Linked DNA regions of Mus musculus: all the other regions are linked to region 1. A link is a contact called in public Hi-C and HiChIP or PLAC-seq data. All regions are on one chromosome and are shown on one strand. Each heading gives the region's core, a stretch centred on a gene start, on an enhancer-like site or on the middle of the called end of the contact. The rest is flanking DNA. Distances are from core to core; before and after follow the strand shown. Region 1 holds the start of Mast4 (microtubule associated serine/threonine kinase family member 4). Region 2 overlaps Gm30551 (predicted gene, 30551). Region 3 overlaps Mast4 (microtubule associated serine/threonine kinase family member 4). Region 4 overlaps Gm30551 (predicted gene, 30551).

Evidence for each region. Hi-C and Micro-C count contacts between places; a contact is called where the count stands out from the background. HiChIP or PLAC-seq counts read pairs in DNA pulled down with a chosen protein or histone mark.
Region 2: a contact with region 1 is called in an H3K4me3 HiChIP or PLAC-seq map of neural tube, with 3 times the contacts expected there. The contact joins the enhancer-like site here to the promoter of Mast4 in region 1. A contact is called at or near these places in 10 of 115 datasets of contacts at active chromatin or transcription factors (craniofacial prominence, embryonic forebrain, embryonic hindbrain and 6 more) and 2 of 9 other capture datasets (embryonic stem cells and pancreatic islet).
Region 3: a contact with region 1 is called in a Hi-C map of embryonic stem cells, with 2.6 times the contacts expected there. The contact joins the enhancer-like site here to the promoter of Mast4 in region 1. A contact is called at or near these places in 1 of 39 promoter capture datasets (the 3T3-L1 cell line), 5 of 484 Hi-C or Micro-C datasets (the C2C12 cell line, Sertoli cells, embryonic stem cells and 1 more) and 2 of 115 datasets of contacts at active chromatin or transcription factors (astrocytes and embryonic stem cells).
Region 4: a contact with region 1 is called in an H3K4me3 HiChIP or PLAC-seq map of stem cell-derived neural progenitor cells, with 17 read pairs. The contact joins the enhancer-like site here to the promoter of Mast4 in region 1. A contact is called at or near these places in 2 of 39 promoter capture datasets (the 3T3-L1 cell line and hippocampal neurons) and 4 of 115 datasets of contacts at active chromatin or transcription factors (embryonic hindbrain, embryonic stem cells and stem cell-derived neural progenitor cells).

Annotation. Positions count from the first base shown.
Region 1 is chr13:103,332,409-103,337,022 of GRCm38.p6, forward strand. Mast4 (microtubule associated serine/threonine kinase family member 4) reads right to left here and starts at 2,084. Exons shown (of 29, transcript NM_175171.3): 1 at 1,428-2,084. The coding sequence starts at 1,784.
Region 2 is chr13:103,657,516-103,662,348 of GRCm38.p6, forward strand. All of the region lies in intron 1 of Gm30551 (predicted gene, 30551), which reads right to left. It also overlaps the pseudogene Gm6080. Among named protein-coding and RNA genes, the nearest start is that of Gm24870, 18 kb to the left of the region's middle. Within about 2 kb of position 3,421, at least 9 of the 459 cell types and tissues checked have an H3K27ac peak or open chromatin away from gene starts, as enhancers often do. A contact at or near this core is called in neural tube and pancreatic islet, where this site is marked.
Region 3 is chr13:102,896,506-102,900,891 of GRCm38.p6, forward strand. The region is part of intron 4 of Mast4 (microtubule associated serine/threonine kinase family member 4); the gene reads right to left. Among named protein-coding and RNA genes, the nearest start is that of Gm30106, 9.1 kb to the right of the region's middle. Within about 2 kb of position 2,971, at least 173 of the 459 cell types and tissues checked have an H3K27ac peak or open chromatin away from gene starts, as enhancers often do. A contact at or near this core is called in the C2C12 cell line, astrocytes, embryonic stem cells and 1 more, where this site is marked.
Region 4 is chr13:103,693,478-103,698,148 of GRCm38.p6, forward strand. All of the region lies in intron 1 of Gm30551 (predicted gene, 30551), which reads right to left. Among named protein-coding and RNA genes, the nearest start is that of Gm30551, 12 kb to the right of the region's middle. Within about 2 kb of position 2,669, at least 23 of the 459 cell types and tissues checked have an H3K27ac peak or open chromatin away from gene starts, as enhancers often do.

The DNA.
Region 1 (4,614 bases), core at 834-3,333:
CAACATGCTACATCAAAAGGAGATGTACCCAGGAGACAGCACTACTCTCTGCCAGCTCCTAGGGTGAGTGTGATGTTCAGCAAACTCCTGGACTATGACTTAACTCAATCTGGAACTTAGAGCTACCCAAAATTCCAGGCCAGAAACAGCACTCGTGTTGGAATGAACTTAACCTTGAAACTCTCCACTTTTAACTACAGAAGTGAACTTCTAAGGAAGGAAATGCATCCAGGTCTCACAACTCAGGAGCCAAAGAGTTCTAGAAAGCAGAGTTCCAGGCACCTGCCGAGATCCCTGAACTCCCACAGCATCCAGAAAAGGATCATGGCCAGAGATTTGGCCAACCACCAGCCAAGGCTCCTTCCATCTTTGCTTGGCTAGAACTTGCCTCTGCAAGATCCGGCCTCTACTTCCAGGCTAGATGCCCAGGGGGCTAAAGCCAGGACCCCGGGCTCTGTTTACTTCTTCTAAGGACAAAGGCAATTGTTTCCTACTGCTAATCCCAGCAGAGACCGGGGAAATACCAGTCTGGCACGGCGGAATTAATTTCACACGGAAGACTACGCTAGGGTCATGTTTTATTTATGGTCCTGTCTGATCAAGATGATTTCTCCCACAAGAGATGTCCAAAGCAAACAATCTTAAAGACTTGGAGAATCTTCCTTTCCTGTCTTCCAAAGTAAGAGGGGAAAGGGGCGGAGGGGGGCGGGGGTGAGAAGAAAACCAGAGATAGCAACCTAGTGGATTACAAAACTCGGTGTGTCAGGAAGAGACCGATAATTTTTGGATGCACAGCCTTCGAAGAAATGAGGCTAGACAAAGTCCTCTGAACAAGACACATCCTATCCAGATTGGTGACAGCGCTCCTCTGGACACTGAGTCCAAATAGGAGCCGGCGCGATAGGCTTAGCATGGGGAATCTTCCTCTTCCCCAGGATGAAAGGTGAAGCGACCACCAAAACCACCCACGGGCGACTCCAGCGTATTCTGGTCTCTGACACCCCAAGAAGCAACTCCACAGTCACCACTCCCACCAGCGTCAAACGCTCCAGGTCTCCCGCTCCATCCAAGACCGCAGTGATTAGCGATTCCCACGTCTAAGAATCTGGATATGAGTTGTGGGGACAAGCCAAGCTTTCAGATCACATTCAATAGCTAAGGACCCAAGCAGATACAGACATGAAGGGATCGATCGGCTCAGTGACACTTCCAAAGCACACGGTCGGGTAGCCCATGTAGACAAGCGCGCGAGGACAACCACTAGAAGTCAAGGACCCACAGAGTCTCCTGACAGTCACTATCCCAGGCTGTAGCAGAGCACCTTTAGTTCCCTCCCCTCTCCAAGACACCAGCGCGCACGCAAAGGGACCTAAAGGGCCCCTACAGCCGGGACCTGGAGGGTGTGGGATGGGACAGACTGAGCCCACCTCTTCATCCTGCTCCTCTTGGGATGCGCTGCTGACCTGGGGCACCGGCAGCACCGCTCCTCCCGGGTGCGGCAGCGGCAGGGTAGGGACTCCACGCTCCAGAGCCACGCGCGCGGGAGCCCACGCGGCGGGTAGCCGGGTTCCCAGGGCGCCGCCCGGCGGCCGCGGCGGCTGCGACCTGCAGGAGAAGCGGCTGGGCTCCCCTTCCTCCGACAGAGTTTCCGAGCCAGAGGATGACTCCGCTGAGGAAGCGCCCTCCGAGGACACGGCTGCCGCCGAAGAGACTAGGGTCCGGGCGCCGTGTCCGCTGCAGCCCCGGGGCACGGGCTCAGGCGCCTCGGAAACTTTCTCCCCCATGTCCCTTTTCGGCCCAAAGTGCCGTCCGAGGGGTGGCGGTGCGCTCGGCGCCTCCCGAAGAAGCCCCGGCTGCTCTGCTGTGTCTGGATCGCGCTGCGGCTCCCGGGCTGCGGGGAGCGCCGCCGGCGACTACATGACAGAGGTTGGACCACAGGAGCGCGTCGCCAAGTTCACTGCCGCCGTGGCTCGGCTGCTGACATGGACTCCCGCGCGCGGGGCCATGCCCACCGCGATCGGCGCTCCGCGCTGCGCCCGAGCCGCCGGGACTGCGGCTTCTCCCGCTAAACCTGCCTCCGGGACGGAGCGGAGGAGACGGGCAGCCCGCGGAGCCAATGGCAGCGCAGGCGCGCTGGTGGGCGGAGGCTGCGGAGCCGCTGGCCGCGCGGGCGTCAGGTAGGGGAGGTGGGGCCAGGAGCGGGCCACCCGATCCCGCGGGAGCTCTGGGTGCGCGGGGCAGCCCCACGGCGCGGGGATCCACAGGGCCGACGCGGAGTCCGCGGACTTAACTCGGTCTGGGACTCAGAAATGGGTGGGGGAGTGGCCGTCTGTCCTTGGGACGTGGGTGGGAGATGGCTGAGTGAGGCGAGACCTTGGAGAACCGGACTTTTAGTCTCCAAAAAGTGAAATCGGGGAAATTAGGCGGGAGGATTCGCGTGAAAACGGAAGCGCGCGGCCAGTCACGCGCAAACTCACGCTCCCACCCGTGTGCAGAGAGCGAAGTCCGTGGTGGGTGGAGAGAGGGGATCCAAACGCAGCCCATCTCCAAGCCTCTTTCTGGATAAACCTCTTGGGCCTCAGTTTCCTCAAATTGTAAAGGGAAGCGTCAACACCGATGTTGTCTGGCAATAAGACTAGATAGAGCAAAATAAAGTGTCAGCAGAGTTCCCGGCTTGGACACAAGCCAAGGTCTCCAAAGATGATTTTTCTGTATTTCTGCTTAGAAACTAAAGTTAAGTCAAAGACACGCGCTTGTGACAAAGGAAGGAAACAGCTGATGCTCTGTGTTTAGGACCAGGCTTTATCAGAACGGTCTTAGCAGCTCTTTGCGGTTCTGCCGCTGGGCTAAGGGACATTCCTAACTGGCTTTCTCTAGCCCTGCATAGGCACAACGCGGCCGACCTGGGGCCTCATTTTTCCTTTCCTATAAGAACAAGGAGAAAGAGCTTCCACCAAAGCACCAACAGAATAATCACCTTAACCTTTGTGGTGTCTTGGATCTGCTGGGAAGCCAGTGCGGAGTTAGGCAGCGAGAAATAAATGAGTCCTACTTGCCTTCAGCTCCAGACCCGTCTGAGCTCCACACCGTGACCCGAGGTATAAATTCAGCCAGCTTCCATTCCACAGACGTTGATTGAGATGTGTGCCAGTTGGTTGCAGGGGATACAAAGATGAATACGGCAGGTCTCCTGCCCTTGAGGAGCTTGTGGTCGGGGGAGAGATTGATATTGCATAATACCGCCTCATTATTCATGTTTAAAAGCTCTGGTAAGTGCTACAATGTGCCGTGGGAGAAGAGGGGAAGAATTACACCGAAGCCATTGCAGATCTTCAAGCCGAGGAGTCCTCCAGAATTTTACATTTCTCTCTGTCAGAACAGGTCTGCCAAGGGTCCTTGAGAAAAGGACTGGAGTTGAAAGCCCCGTTGGCTAATGAGCCCTTTTATGCTACCTTAGTATTTACAAGTGATAATGGGGGCGGGGGGGGGGGTGCTCATCTAGTCTGGACAGGCGGCTTTGTCCTGAATACTTTCCGACTGCCTCTGAAGAGGGAAGCTGTAGGATGTGACCCTCTGGCTGTGGATAGCTGTCAGAGTTGCATTGTGACACTTCAGAATGATCCAAAGGGAAGGGAAGACCTGCTGAGGTAAAAGGACATTCAGGAGACTTAGCTAAGTGGCAATGTAGAGGCTGAAGAGCGCACAGTGGGGCGGCCTGAATCCACCCCCTGGGCTTCACAATGACTTCCCTCCTTAGAGTACTGGCCTTTATCTGAGCCCCTATGTGGTTGATTCAGCACAGGGGAACTGAAATAAAGATTTAAGCAAGCCATTCACATCAAAGAAGAGGAGGGATTGCCTTCTCAGTTCGGGAAGGGTGCAACAAGGACATGGTTTGAATCCTAACAGCTAAAAAAATGGCAGTTCCTAGAGCCAGGGCTCTCCTGCGCTAAAGGCCTCAGAGTCCTGGCAGAAACCGAATGAAATACTTTAGGGATGAAGACACAGGCCAAAGAGCTGGTCAAAGGTCACACAGCAAGTGAGCAGTGGCTCTGTGGTTGGTACTCTGAAGTCTGCCTCTCAGAACAGTTTTTTAATCAAGGATACACATATGTGACTACTAGACTATAAATAACCACGGAAAAGGAATATTGTCGCCTTGGTTCATTATGCAAAAAAAAAATTTCCCTTTGGTCACATTTTTTTTTTAACTCACAAACATTTATATGACACTATGTGCCAGGCAACATTTTAAGCACTGTGCAAAAGCTATTATATACTCAATCCTTGTGTTGATCCAATAAGGTAGTGACATTTTTTTTTTGGTCTTGTATTACATCTGTGAAATACTGAAACCTAATGTTAACACAGCTAGCAAGTGTTAGAGCCAAGATTCAAAACTAAACAGTATTCATGTTCTAAACCTGTCCTTTTCTAAGTCAAGTACTAAATACTATTTGTTAAAATTACAAACACTGATCCCAAATAAATACATTTTACATTGCAAATTGTGGTACACATATATGCACACAGATGCAAAAAAAAAAAAAAAGCCAGTTTGTGATTTAATGCCTTTGTTTATAAACAATGCAGCCTGAAATTTTTATTGAATTT
Region 2 (4,833 bases), core at 2,171-4,670, 330 kb after region 1:
TGATGTGGCTAAAGTCTGGAGGTATCTAAAGCAGTGTTCTTAGCTAACAGGTTGATCAAAGCCCACAGGGAGTTTACAGAGACAGAGTCAGCTGCAAACATCTGGGAGAGAGCCAAGACAATGAGTTTTAAAGTGTGCCCAACTGAGCAGCAGCCCCTGGAACTTTCTAGAAACACTAGCTCCTGGGTTTAATGCAGGTATAACTTAGCAGGAGCTGCAGAGGTGGGCTCAACAAACTCCAGTGTCTGGGTGTGCAACACTGGAAAGCTACTTTTCCAGAGGACAAAGCAAACCACAGGCTGTCTGTCCTTCAAGAGCGTCTGAGCATGCTCAGTGTGGGGATGGATCTATTTATTGTTGCTTCTAAGCCCTCAGTCACAGCCACATGCCAGAGGAAATCTGTATAGCTCTTGGCTTGCCAGCAGCCATGGTCACCCCTACCCTACTCTTTGACATCACCGTGGATGGTTAGCCCTTGAGCCACGTCTTCTGCAAGCTGTTTGCAGACCGAGTTTCAGAAGCAGAAGAAAATGTTAAAGCTCTGAACACTGAACAGAAAGGATTTGGATGTAATAATTTCTCCCTTCGCAAAATTATTCATATGGCAGGGTGGGTGGTGACTTCACACACCATAGTGGCCTGTCTGCAAAGTCCACCTTCGGGGGAAATTTGAAGATGAGAGGCTCATCCTGACACCGTGTCCATGGCAAATGCTGGACCGAACACCAATGATTCCCAGTTCTACATCTGCAGAGCAGAAACTGAGTAGCTACATAGCAAACATGTAGTCTCTGGGAAGGTGAGAGAAGGCATGAGAGTTGTGGAAACCACGAATCGTTCTGGGTCCAGGAATGGCAAGAGCAGCAAGAAGATCACCACTGCCACCTGTGAACAACTCTAATTCTTTTAACTCCCATACATCTTACCCATCAGACCATTTTCCAGTATCTCGGGAGAGCGCTCCCATCCCGTCTGCTCATAGCACCCCATAACCTTTGCTTTCACTGAAGTTCTTTGGGTTCCATAGTTTCCTTGTTCCCCTCCAAGTCTGGCTGGGTTGGAGAGTTAGGTTCATGGTTATGAATAATAGCTAAAGAGAGTAATGGTGTTGTGTGCCTTTAATCCCAGCACTCAGAAAGGCAGAAGCAGGCAGATCTCTGGGAGTTCCAGGCCAGACTGGCTTACAAAATGAGTTCCAGGACAGCCATGGATATACAGAGAAACCCTGTCTCAAAAACAAAAACACAAAACAGGAGAAAAAATCTATACAACTGAGACATGTCAAAGTTTAAAAAAGGGAGTGGGTGGGAGAAACGGGTAAGGTGGATCCGTCAGTAATGATGCCTGCTGCCAAACTTGGAAATCCTTGTTTGATCCCCAGGATCCTCAAGGTAGAAGGAGAAAACCAACTCTACAAGTTGTCCTCAGAACAAACAACACTCACACACTCTCTCAATCTCTCTCCTACTCCCCTCCCTCCCTCCCTCCCCCTCTCCCTAGGCTCCCCCCCTCCCTTTCTCAATAAACATGTAACTAAAATATTAGGGAAATGAGGAAGTGAGTCTTGGAAGCAGAACTCTTAGCTAGCATGCATGGAACCTTAGCTTCAATCCCCTTGCTGCTAGAAAGAAGGAAAAGGAGAGACAGAAACATCCCAGCTCCCACTTCCTGCCTGTCACCAGGCTCTGCTGTCGAACATCAAGCCCCTTCCTATTTCTGCCCTGTTTCCCCTAGGATAAAACAGTGTTCCTGATAGACACTGCCACGCCTGCCCTCTTGCTTCCACACCTCTTCAGGGACAGAGGCTTTGCCCACCCTCTGGGTCTTAGTTTGGGTTTTATTGCTGTGAAGAGACATCATGACCAGGGCAACTCATATAAAAGAAAACAACTAATTGGGGCTGTCTTACAGGTTCAGAGGTTCAATCCATTATCATCATGGTGAGAAGCACGGCAGCATCCAGGCAGACACGGTTGCTAGAGAAGCAGCTGAGAGTTCTACATCTTCATCCATAGGCAGCAAGGAAAAGACTGGGTTCCACACTGGGCAGGGCTTGAGTATAGGAGCCCTCAAAGCCCAACCTTCCAGACCACACCTACTCCAACCAGTCCACACCTACTAATAGTGCCACTCTCTATGGACCAAGCATTCAAACTCATGAATCTATGGGGCCATACCTAGTCAACCCACCACATTCAGCCTACAAAAAGTCCTAGACTACTGTAAACATTTAGCCCTCTCTTCAGCTGTAGCCACACGGAAGGGGACCTGGCCTGTTTTGCCCCACCCCAGTGTTTCACATAGAATTCAGCACCCTTTACATATTTGTTCAAAGGATGAATGGGGAACAGGCAGGGGGTTAAATCACTATGAAAAGGGAAGGAAAGACCCATGGAGATCAGGCTGCTCTGTCCAGGCCTTCCTACTATAGATGAGCATGCTTAGAAAATGCAGCTTTGTCTCTGTTGTCCTCTTCCACTCTCCCTCCCAGGGCCAAGAGGCACTAGCCTGGTCTCTTCAGCCCACATAGAAGCTATGTAGCCCTCATTGTCATTCAGGTGTGGTGTTCTCAAGCAATGCCATAGCTCCTGAGTTATAAACACGCTGCCAGTTCCTCCAATGTTACACCTGAGGCAGCCACCCACACCTAGCCCACAAATGTAGAGACTGTTCTATGCAAGTCACAGTGATAATTGTTTAGCCTATTTCTAGATAGATAAGAAAAAATATAATTCTAATATACTCCACTCAGTAAATAAGTAAGAACTTATAAACAACACCTATGGAGTTCCCAGAACAGTGGGGAATATAAAGTATATAAGATAACTGGTTCACACACACACACACAGTCACACACGCATGCACAAACGTATGTGTGCATACACAGAGAGGGACAGAAAGACAGAGATGGAGAGGGAGAGAGGGAGGAAGGTCATCTCAGTATTCAAACTGCTGCAGAAAGGATTTTTCGTGCACTAACTTCTGCAGGATTCATCAGTCACCTAATCCAGATGTCCATCCAGGCGTTAAATGGAGTTGGAGTTCTTTTAACCTAAAACCATCTGCCACATCATTCATTATACCTAGAAACCAAACACAAAGCAAGGCTTAATAAATATTTGTCATGGGCAATGAAGACTTCAATCTGAATAGCTGAGAGGTCATAGGATAATTACACAGCTCTCTCAGGAGCTGGCTCACTGTTCCCTCCTCTGCCGGTGTCCCGGCTCAGCAGGACTCCTGGCCTCTGACTTACTGAGGAGAGTTGAAGGCAGGGTGCATGCAGGAGCCCGCTCGTGTTAGCAATTATTGTTTTCTGCTCTTTGTATTGGAAAATCATGGGCTTGGACTGACAGCCCAGGCCTTGGACCTGCAGAATAAAAAACTGGGTGGGGCAAGTGCCTTAGCCTCTGACCCCATGGCAGCCAGCCTCGGGCGGCAGCAATCATTCCTGCCAACGGTAAGGGTGGAGCATTCTGAGCAGCTAGCAACACACTAGTCATTTTAGTTTATCTATATATGTAAACGATTTTTCACGTGCAAAAACCAAGAAGCATCTCCTAGAACAGTGGTTCTCAGCCTTCCTAACACCGAGACCCTTTAATACAGCCCCTCGTGTCATAGCGACCCCCAGTCATAAAATTATTTTCATGACTGTAATTTTGCTACTGTTATGAATCATAATATAAATATCTGTGTTTTCCAATAGCCTTAGGCAACCCCTGTGAAAGAACCGTTCGACACACACACACACACACACACACACACACACACACACACACCCGAAAGGGGGTTACAACCCACAGGTTGAGAACCAATGACCTAGCAGCACAAACAATTTTTGTAAGCAAGAATTTGAAGAAAGGAACTGATGTCTACAGAATATTCCCTGGCATATCAGGGGCCTTAACAGACCCTTGTACAGTTTGGCTCTTTAGCCTTCACAGTGACCCTATAAAATGGATGGATGATAGTTAGATAAAAACTATCTCTGTAGAAGCTGGAGACAAACTAATTAAAAGGCCACAGAAAGGAAGCCAAAATATGTCTTAAACGCCTATCACTTAAAGGTCCAGCAATAGTTTCATGGGATCTTGAAATAAAAGGATTTTTCAAAAAGCCTATGTATATGTATATGTATATGTATATGTATATGTATATGTATATGTATATGTATATGTATATATGTATACATATAAAAACACTTTAAAAGCACGGGAAGGATCGTGGAGACCTAATTAATATGACATCTCGGCCTTACATCTTACAAACAGCCTCATAGAATCCCAACTTTTCTTTTGCAAAAAGCAAGCACACTTATATGTGAACATATATCTGTGCATCTCTTATATGCTCATTCCTCAACACTCTTGGGAGATTGGTTTCAGGGCCTTTGAAGGAATTCAATGTTCTGGGTATCTAAGCCTTTCACATACCATGACACAGTATTTGTATATAGCCTGCACACATGCTCCACGAACAAATCATCTTTCAATTACTTATGATACCTTAACTATGTAAGTAGTTGTATACTATACCGCTTATGGAATATGGACAAAAATAGCTTGGACAGAGAAATGCAATTTCTTCTGGATTTTTTTCAGTGCTTCAGATCAACCAGGGCCTCATTTACACTAAACACGTTCTCTGCCACTCAGTTGTAGATAAGCCCTAAGTATTTTCAAATTGGGGTGAAAAGAATCTGCAAATACAGAACCCATGGCCACGGAGAGCCAGGTGTGTGTGTGTGTGTGTGTGTGTGTGTGTGTGTGAGTGTGTGTGTGTGCACGCGCGAGCTCACACACGTGTATTAGCACATCTAAACATGATTGT
Region 3 (4,386 bases), core at 1,721-4,220, 440 kb before region 1:
AGAACATTACATAATAGCCACTTAATGGCTATTGTTTTACAGTACAAAGGGTTCATTTGGCATTTCCTAGAGAGCTTTATTCAGGTGGTAGCTTTTCCCATGACAGACATACTCTCTTAATCCCAGCCCTCCATGAATCTATAAAAGAAAACATTTAATAACTGTAATTTCCAAGGTAGAGACATCTAGCATGCTGCATTCCACAAGACACACATGTTGTATGTGAATGGGGAATATACGTTGTTTTTTTTGTTTTTTTGTTTTTTGTTGTTTTTTTAGGTAAGCTACAGGTGCTGTGACTTCCTTCAGATTTAACAGCCAAGAAGCTTGGCAGTGTGTAGGTAATCCTCCAAGGGTGACTCTTAAGGAGGTGGCATAGTCAATCCTGAGACATAAACTTGTGCTGTAATATTTAAAATTAGAACAAACATGGCTAAACGAGCATCTATATTTCTCATGGTGAAGAATGGGCCTGCTGAGCTCAGCTTTCTCCCCTCGAAGCCTATGGCTATCGGCTGTGATCTCAGCAAGATCCAAATATGACCCATCAGGTGGCTCGCTCCGCCCAGGCAATTTGCTGGGAACCTAAGTCATTAGTCTAAAAGACATGAACTTCCATGTCAGGTTAGAAACTTCCCAGACTCATGGAGAGCTGGTTCTCTGCTCTAAAGAGGTTGAGGTTTATGTTGAGATCTGCACTTTGCCTGCAATTATAGTGGATAAAAGACACTACACTAACAAAACCAGGGTCATTGATAAATTGAAGACCCAAATAGGAGCAGAATAGAAAATTCCCCAGGGTTCTATAATAAAGCAACCAACAGGGTGCTTAAGAAATGAGATAAACACTAACAATTGTCTATTCGTAGCCATCCATTTTACATTCAAATACTGACCAAAGCCTAAAGTTTATACTAAGTTCCTTTTTTCTTTATGACAAAACAATATGACTGTTCAGTTTGATATCAGTCCCCAACAGCTAAAACCCCCTCAGGTCCTGCTATTCTATAACAAAGCTTAAGGTCAACATTTTAAAAATTTACCGCTGAGTCCTTGACGGAACTCCCTAATTTCCAGGCAGATAGAGGGAAAAGAAAACAGAAAGTATGGGAACTTCAAAAAATTAACAGCCCGTGTGAACTTTTATTTAGAGATTTCTCTCGTTACAAAGTGTACCCATGTGTCATGAAAAACACGTTCGTGACTATTAATACATAGCCAGCTCTACTCATAGAGAGTGATGGCTTCCAATAGACAAAGTTATGGACACCACCCATCCACTTTCATCCCCGTGGCCCCAGGCCCTTTTTAAAAACATCTTGGCTCTCCTCCTTAACTTTCAAAGCGATTATTCAGTTACCATGATGTCACACTCAAATGACTAGATGACATCTAGTGAAGATAAGACAGGTTAAAATAAAATACCTCTGTGTGTGCTCACACTAGAGTTGGGCGTGCTCCGGACCCTGCTGGGGAGGGTCCAATCGGAATCTCTCCAAGGGAAGAGCTACTTTTATTCTAACCAATACACAGAAGACTCCCCACAGAGTTGTATAGCTCCAGCCCAGTTCCAAGCCTTCTTCCTCTACAGACCCATAGGGACTAAGGATTTTTTGATACCAATATCTACCAGCTTTTTAGTCTCTATTGCAAAGCTTATGACTCCCCTGCTTTAAAAGATACTATTTAAACTCCTGATACCAGATATATTTGTAAAGAAAACCAGGCAAAGCCATAAAAGACTAACACATTCTTTCTCATATCCTACCTCCCTGTCCCAGTATCCTGGACCTTAAAGCAGCCAGCCAGAGAAGCACAAACGCACTGCCTAGTTACAGGGTGAAGAGCTGTGACTCCTTCTCCAAAGCATAAGCTTCCATGTCCTCATCGATTATTTCCAATGCATTTTTTTTTTTTTGGAAACCCACTTTTTTCACTTTATACATTCCTCACTGCTCTGCCTCCTCCTCCATCACCATACACCTGAACATTACAGGGCAGCAGTGACAACTTGGGAGCTCCCATTCTGAGCCAGGCTGGCCTTGAACTCTGAGAATCCACCTGCCTTTGTTCTCCTGATTGCTGCGATCTGGTCAGCCTTAAGGGGGAACTGCAGAGACTGTCAGAACTCCCTATGCTAGGCGGAAACCCAGGCTCTCAGCAGACAGCAGCAAGAGCCGTATATACCAAAGTCTTGGAGTAGAGCCCTCTCTTCCCTGGATGAATTATTCGGGGAAAAGGCTGGGCACGGTGTGGCAGGGCCGGGGAGGAGGGGTGAGCTCTACAAGGCAGCTTCAGGGCACATTAGCCAAGCTGGAGCTGACTGGATGAGAGGATGACAGGGCGAGTCCTGCAGCAATAGGCAAGGCACAGTGGAGAACGTGAAGACAGGAGAGGGATGAAAGGAAGCAGTTATGAAACAGGCCTGGGCAAGGCCAGGAGTGGGAGGAAATGGCTCAGGGACTCAGGGAGGGGCCTAGCCCGCAGGTCAGGCGTGGAGAGGCGAGGAGGAGCCACAAGTGGGGCCTGGTTTCGGCCACCTGTGGAACCAGCTGCTGAGAAACGGCCTGGTGCCAGGGCTCAGGAGGGAGCCAACAGTGAGGGGAATTAGGCCCAAGAAGATCCGGGGCTTTATGTGGGTTCATATGTCTGTTTGCGGACAGGGTCTCACAGTATAGCCCCGGCTAGCCTAAAACTTGTCCCATAGACCAAATAGCCTGAACATGCAGCAATCCTCCTGCCTCTTCCACCAGAGTGCTGCTGATATTACAGGTGTAGGCTACCGCACCCAGCTGAGTCAAGGCTTTAAAGTGAAACTCCAGCAGCAAGCTCAGAGGGAAGAGAAGGAGAGGGGAGGGGAGGAGAGGGGAGGGGAGAGGAGGGGAGGCGAGGTTCACAGGCTGTGGGAGGAACTTGAACTTCCAGGGAGGATGTGAAAAGGAAACTTCTGCCCTTGCCAACTCTGGTGATGGAGCAGCCCATGGGGTGAGCAGACGGTGAGTAAGGGGATGTGATTCAGGAACGAGGCTCCTGGGCTGCCTGAACATATAAGGCTTGGTGCCACGATGCATGACCTCTGGGTTTATCTGCCCACAAAAGGTGGTCACCACCCAATCTGCATTTCCTTGCTTCACACCAACCGTGCTGGTCAAATGACAACTCAGAGTACCACTGGACAACTGTTGATGCTGGGGGCACTGATGGTCTCCCCACTGTGTGAGCCAGAGACAACACTCACGCACGCATGCACACAGGCCACCCTTCACTCTTGGGGGACTTATCCCCTTGAAAGTCATCTCTGCCCATTCCTTCAATGACGCTGTTTTTCTTCCAGACTAAGATAATCTACACCTCCCATGGTATAAATGATGGTTTCCAGGTCAATGCCCTATACCTAAATTCAACTTCCTGTCTGGGGACTTTCTTTTTGTCCTTCCTGCCTCAAGAGACTTTGATGTTGCCAGACAGTTGCCCCCCCCCCAAATGTTTCTCACAGTCTTCAGCCTCCCTTTAAATATTACCTTTTCAAAGGGACTTCCCTAGCCTCTTTATTTAAAGCAGTCCCCACTCCACACCCACAAGGTTACTCTCTCTCTCTCTCCCTCTCTCCCTCTCTCCCTCTCTCTCTCTCTCTCTCTCTCTCTCTCTCTCTCTCTCTCTCTCTCTCTCTCTCCCTTCCACACTCTTGCAGCTGTCGGAACACTGACCCCAATTTGGCAATGGGCTTCTTTAGATATCTGTTTACTGGTGAGGCTGACTTATTCACTACTGTAGTCCTTGCCTCAGCATGAACGGAAGGCAGGAATGAATTCCCAGTGGTCCTTCAAACAGAATCAAAACTCCACAAATGTGGTTTTAACTGTGTGTGTGGGAGGAGGGGGATACAAGAAGCAACTCCAGGTATCCATCCCCCCCACCCTACTACCCCCGCTCCAACCGGCCTTCTCCCATTCCCCACGTTTGCGTGTTTGCTGACTACCACCCAGATGGCCCTCAAGCCAAAACCACTTTCCAGGGCCACGGTGGAATCCTTGCTTGTCCAAGGACAATGGCTCACTGACTGGCTCCTATCAAGTTAAGAAGTTCACATCCTTAACTTCTCTCCCAGGTAGCAGATCCTTTCTGTAAACCTTACAAAGTTTCAGCTAGGCCGATGCAATGGTTTAATGACTGACTGACTGGTGTGAAGATCTCACCCTGCTTCCAGGCCGGAGCTCCCCAGAGTCACTCACTAGTCACCCCCTTTCTCTCCCCACTGGATTAAGGATAGGCTACTTCAGCTCTCCTCAGCCACGCTGCTGACTACCCATGCCGTCATGACCGTGGTGATGTCAACAGCTAAGATTTATTCATTGTTTTTATTCGCCGGTAATTGCATTAGGAAAA
Region 4 (4,671 bases), core at 1,419-3,918, 360 kb after region 1:
GTAATAAGAACACATGTTCCACTATATTCATAACAGCCTTATTTATAATAGCCAGAAGCTGAAAAGAACCCAGATGTCCCTCAACAGAGGAATGGATACAGAAAATGTGGTACATTTACACAATGGAGTACTACTCAGCTATTAAAAACAATGAATTTATGAAATTCCTAGGCAAATGGATGTATCTGGAGGATATCATCCTGAGTGAGGTAACCCAATCACTAAAGAACACACATGATATTCACTTACTGATAAGTGGATATTAGCCCAGAAACTTAGAATACTAAGATACAATTTGCAAAACATATGAAACTCAAGAAGAAGGAAGACCAAAGTGTGGATACTTCGTTCCTTCTTAAAATGGGGAACAAAATATCCATGGAAGGAGTTACAGAGACAAAGTTCGGAGCTGAGATGGAAGGAAGGACCATCCAGAGACTGTCCCACCTGGGAATCCATCCCATAAACAACCACCAAACCCAGACACTATTGCATATGCCAGAAAGATTTTGCTGACAGGACCCTGATATAGCTGTCTCTTTTGAGGCTATGCCAGTGCCTGGAAAATACAGAAGTGGATGCTCACAGTCATCTATTGGATGGAACACAGGGCCCCCAATGGAGGAGCTAGAGAAAGTACCCAAGGAGCTAAAGGGGTCTGCAACCCTATAGGAGTAACAACAATATGAACTAACCACTACTCCCTAGAGCTTGTGTCTCTAGTTGCATATGTAGCAGAGGATGGCCTAGTTGGCCATCAATGGGAGGAGAGGCCCTTGGTCTTGCAAACTTTATATGCCCTAATACAGGGGAATGCCAGGGCCAGGAAGCAGGAGTGGGTGAGTTGGAGAGCAGGGCAGGGGAGGGTAGAGGGGACTTTTGGGTTAGCATTTGAAATGTAAATGAAGAAAATACCTAATAAATAAATAATATAAAAGAAAGAAAGGAAGGAAGGAAGGAAGGAAGGGAGGGAGGGAGGGAGGGAGGGAGGGAGAGAGAGAGAGAGAGAGAGAGAGAGAGAGAGAGAGAGAGAGAGAGGAAGGAAGGAAGGAAGGAAGGAAGGAAGGAAGGAAGGAAGGAAGGAAGGAAGGAAGGAAGGAAGGGAGAGAAAATGCTTGTGGACATACCAAAAAGATCATACCAAAAGGATCATAATCTTTATGTAAATACAACCTTCTCTATGTGTCTGTGATGTGGCTTATTTGAGGTGGGTTAGGCAGGCCCAAGGGACTCACATTTTGTTTTGGCAAATAGAGAGCCAGTGTCTTATTAGTTCTGGTTGAACAATTGCTGCGTTGAAACACCATAGCGAAAAAGCAACTTGGGGAGGAAAAGATTTATTCAACTTATGCTTCCACATCATAGTTCATCATCAAAGGAAGCCAGGACAGGAGCTCAAATGAGGCAGGAACCTAGGGGCAGGAGCTGCTGCAGAGCCCATGGAGAAGTGTTGTGAATGTCTTGCTTCCCCTGGCTTGCTCAGCCTCCTTCCTTCCTTCCTTCCTTCCTTCCTTCCTTCCTTCCTTCCTTCCTTCCTTCCTTCTTTCCTTCCTTCCTTCCTTCTTTGCTTTCTTGTTTTTAATTGGATATTTTATTTATTTACATTTCGAATGTTATCCCCTTTCCCAGTCGCCCCCCCAAACCCTCTACCCATCCCCCCTTCCCCTGCTTCTATGAGGGTGTTTCCCCCAACCCACCCACTCCAACCTTGACTCCCCACCCTCAAATTCCCCTATACTGGGCATCTAGTCTTCACAGGACCAAGGGCCTCTCCTCCCATTGGTGCCATACAAGGTGATCATCTTCGCATATGTGTCAGCCTGCTTTCTTATAGAACCCAGAACTTCAGCCCAGGAATGGTACCACCTACCATGGGCTGGGCCCTGCCCCATCAATCACTAACTGAGAAAATGTTGATGGCTGGATCTCATGGAGGCATTTCCTCAACTGAGACTCCTTCCTCTCTGGTGGTGCTAGCTTGTGTCTAGTTGACATGCAAAACCAGCCAGTACAGCCATCTACTCCCATCAGATGAAGGAAGAGCTAAGGAGTGTCTTGAAGCCAGGCTAGTTCTCGGTTTGCCGTCTGCAGAGACACTTTACTAGGTCATGCCCCAAGTGCCAGTGCTGACTGCTGTGACAGGTGTGGAGAGGCCCAGGTCATTAGCCCAGAATGACAGCGCACTGAGGTCGTCTGTTTTTCAATCCTGCTGTCTATGAGGCTCATTCTTCATTGCCACTATGATGGATTGCCTTGTGTCAATGGGGACACACACACACGACACACACACACACGACACACAAGAAGGAAGATCAGCTTGACTTGAAAAGAATGAGATGGCAAAAATGGGAGAAATCTGATTGCAAATTTACCTCCAAGTGGGGAAAATAAACTAGTTCCTATGTTTAAGCCGAAAAAGGGTCTTTAAATGTGGTATTTTCTCCATAGATAGGATCATCGTATAAATGCTTATCCCCAAGACAGCAAGCCTGACATAGCCCACAGGGGAACTTCAATGTTCCTGGATAAAGTGCTAAACGTACCCAGGCTCCTAGGAGTACAAAGAGATGGAAACAGCCAGACAGGAGAAGGCAAGTGGCTGTGTGACTGGAAAGAAATATCAGCTCCATGTTGACACTGGCCTCCGAGCAAGTAATAGATGATATAGCAACCACAATTACTCAAATGCCGTAAGATAAAACCCAGCTAGGAATGTGGGCTGACTCATGAGCAGTAACAATGACAGACTTAAAAACCGTTAATTTGTTGAGGGTCTAGTCGGTAGCAAAGACGATAGATATTTACAGATGGGAAGCTGATTGTCTAGGGGTCACTAACTAGCACCAAGGCGGAGAACAAGAGGCTGGGCCCGTATCCGACACATGATTACCTCCAATGCCCCTCACCAGCCAGCACAACTAAAAGGCCAGTAAAATCAAAGGATGCGGGCACTGCCCCCTGGTGGGCAGGCGCAGATTTGCAAAATCATTTTGCAAAGATTATGGCTACAGAAAAGAAAGGAAAATGAGCTGATTTTTCACCAATAAGCATAAAGGCTATCATCCCAGATGATACTTTTAAATATTTTCATATTTATCTATATTTTATAGGTAGATATAAAAATAGATGTGCACAGTCTCACATACATTATTGCTTATGAGCTATACACAGATATATATCACATGTATGTAGATATACAGCAATAACGAACAAGTGAGAGCACTTGCCAATAAGTCTAGGAAAAGAAGCTCAATACCATGAAAATGTTAATTAAAACAGCCAAGCACATCTACTTACCCTCCAAACAGCTACAATGTCAAAGTTGACCTCTGACCTCCACATGCATGCATGTTATGGCAACCACATGCAAGCACGCATACACCATAAACAAATTAAAAAAAAAAAGTCCAAATCTATGAAATGTTCATGAACAATAGGATGAAAAATAAACAGGGCTTTTTTTCCACAAAAACCGACTGCTGCGGATATCCTAAGGACCAACACATTGGCGATTCTAAGACAGTGTTTCTACTCTAGTTTGCGTCTCTGCTGCCGTGATGACCACCACAAACAAAAGCACCTTGGAAAAGAAAGGTTTCGCTTGGCTCACAGGTGTACTCCATCACTGAGGGAGGCCGAGGCAGGGACTCAAAGCAAGGCAACGGAGGAAGGCTACTTACGGACTTGCTCTCTGTGGCTCGCTCTTCCTCATGCAACTAAGGACCACCTGGTGGAGGTGGCGCCACTCACAGTGGACTGGGCCTTTATACCTCAATCAGTAATCAAGAAAACGGCCAGGTATAGTGGCGCACACCCTGAATCCCAGCGCTCCCAGGGGAGGCAGAGGCAGGTGAATCTCCCGGAAGTCAAGGCCAGCTTGGTCTACCAGAGTGAGTTCTAAGACAGACAGAGCTACAATAACAGACAGACCCTGTCTAAAGAACGGAGGGAAGGAGGGAGGGAGGGAGGGATAGTTGGAGGGGGGAGTGAAGGAAAGAAAGAACAAAGAGCGGTAGAACAAAGCAAGGGAGGAATGAAGGAAGAAACAAACAAACAAACAAAGAGAAAAGCGAGAAAAGAAAATGCCTACACGAACACGCCCACAGGCCAACCTGATGCAGGCAGTTTCTCAGCTGAGGGCCCCTCCACCCAGATGACTCTAATTTGTGTCAAGTTGACAAAAACTAACCAGTACATTGATGAATGGGTAAGCAAAAGATCTGGGAAAGTCTACTTGTGTAAGAAATTTCAGCACAGGTGATAGCCCCTTTGTGACAGTAACCATGACAGCTGTTTGTCAGTGGGCTGGGTCATCCAGGTACAAGGAAGGCCTTTCGGGTTGTGCTTTTAGACTGTAAACTTTCAGCTGTAACAAGGGCCCCTTGCTGTGTATCATACTTCATAAAGTACCGGAATAACAGTATGAATTTCGTTGGTTTCAAAATCTCTTCTATCAAAATGCAAGTGCTGGTTTTAACCCACCCCAGGCTCTGGCTGAAGAGGGGTTGAACAAATCAAGAACTACATCATTGGCTGGGCATCTGTTGGAGAGAAACAGGGACCCAAGGCAGCCGGTACCCAGAGAGCACACTGCTCCAGTCCTGACCTCACTAAGGCAAACCTGGCTTGAGTCTCGGCTTAGGCACCCCTCTCCTCCGACTTTGTTTCCGC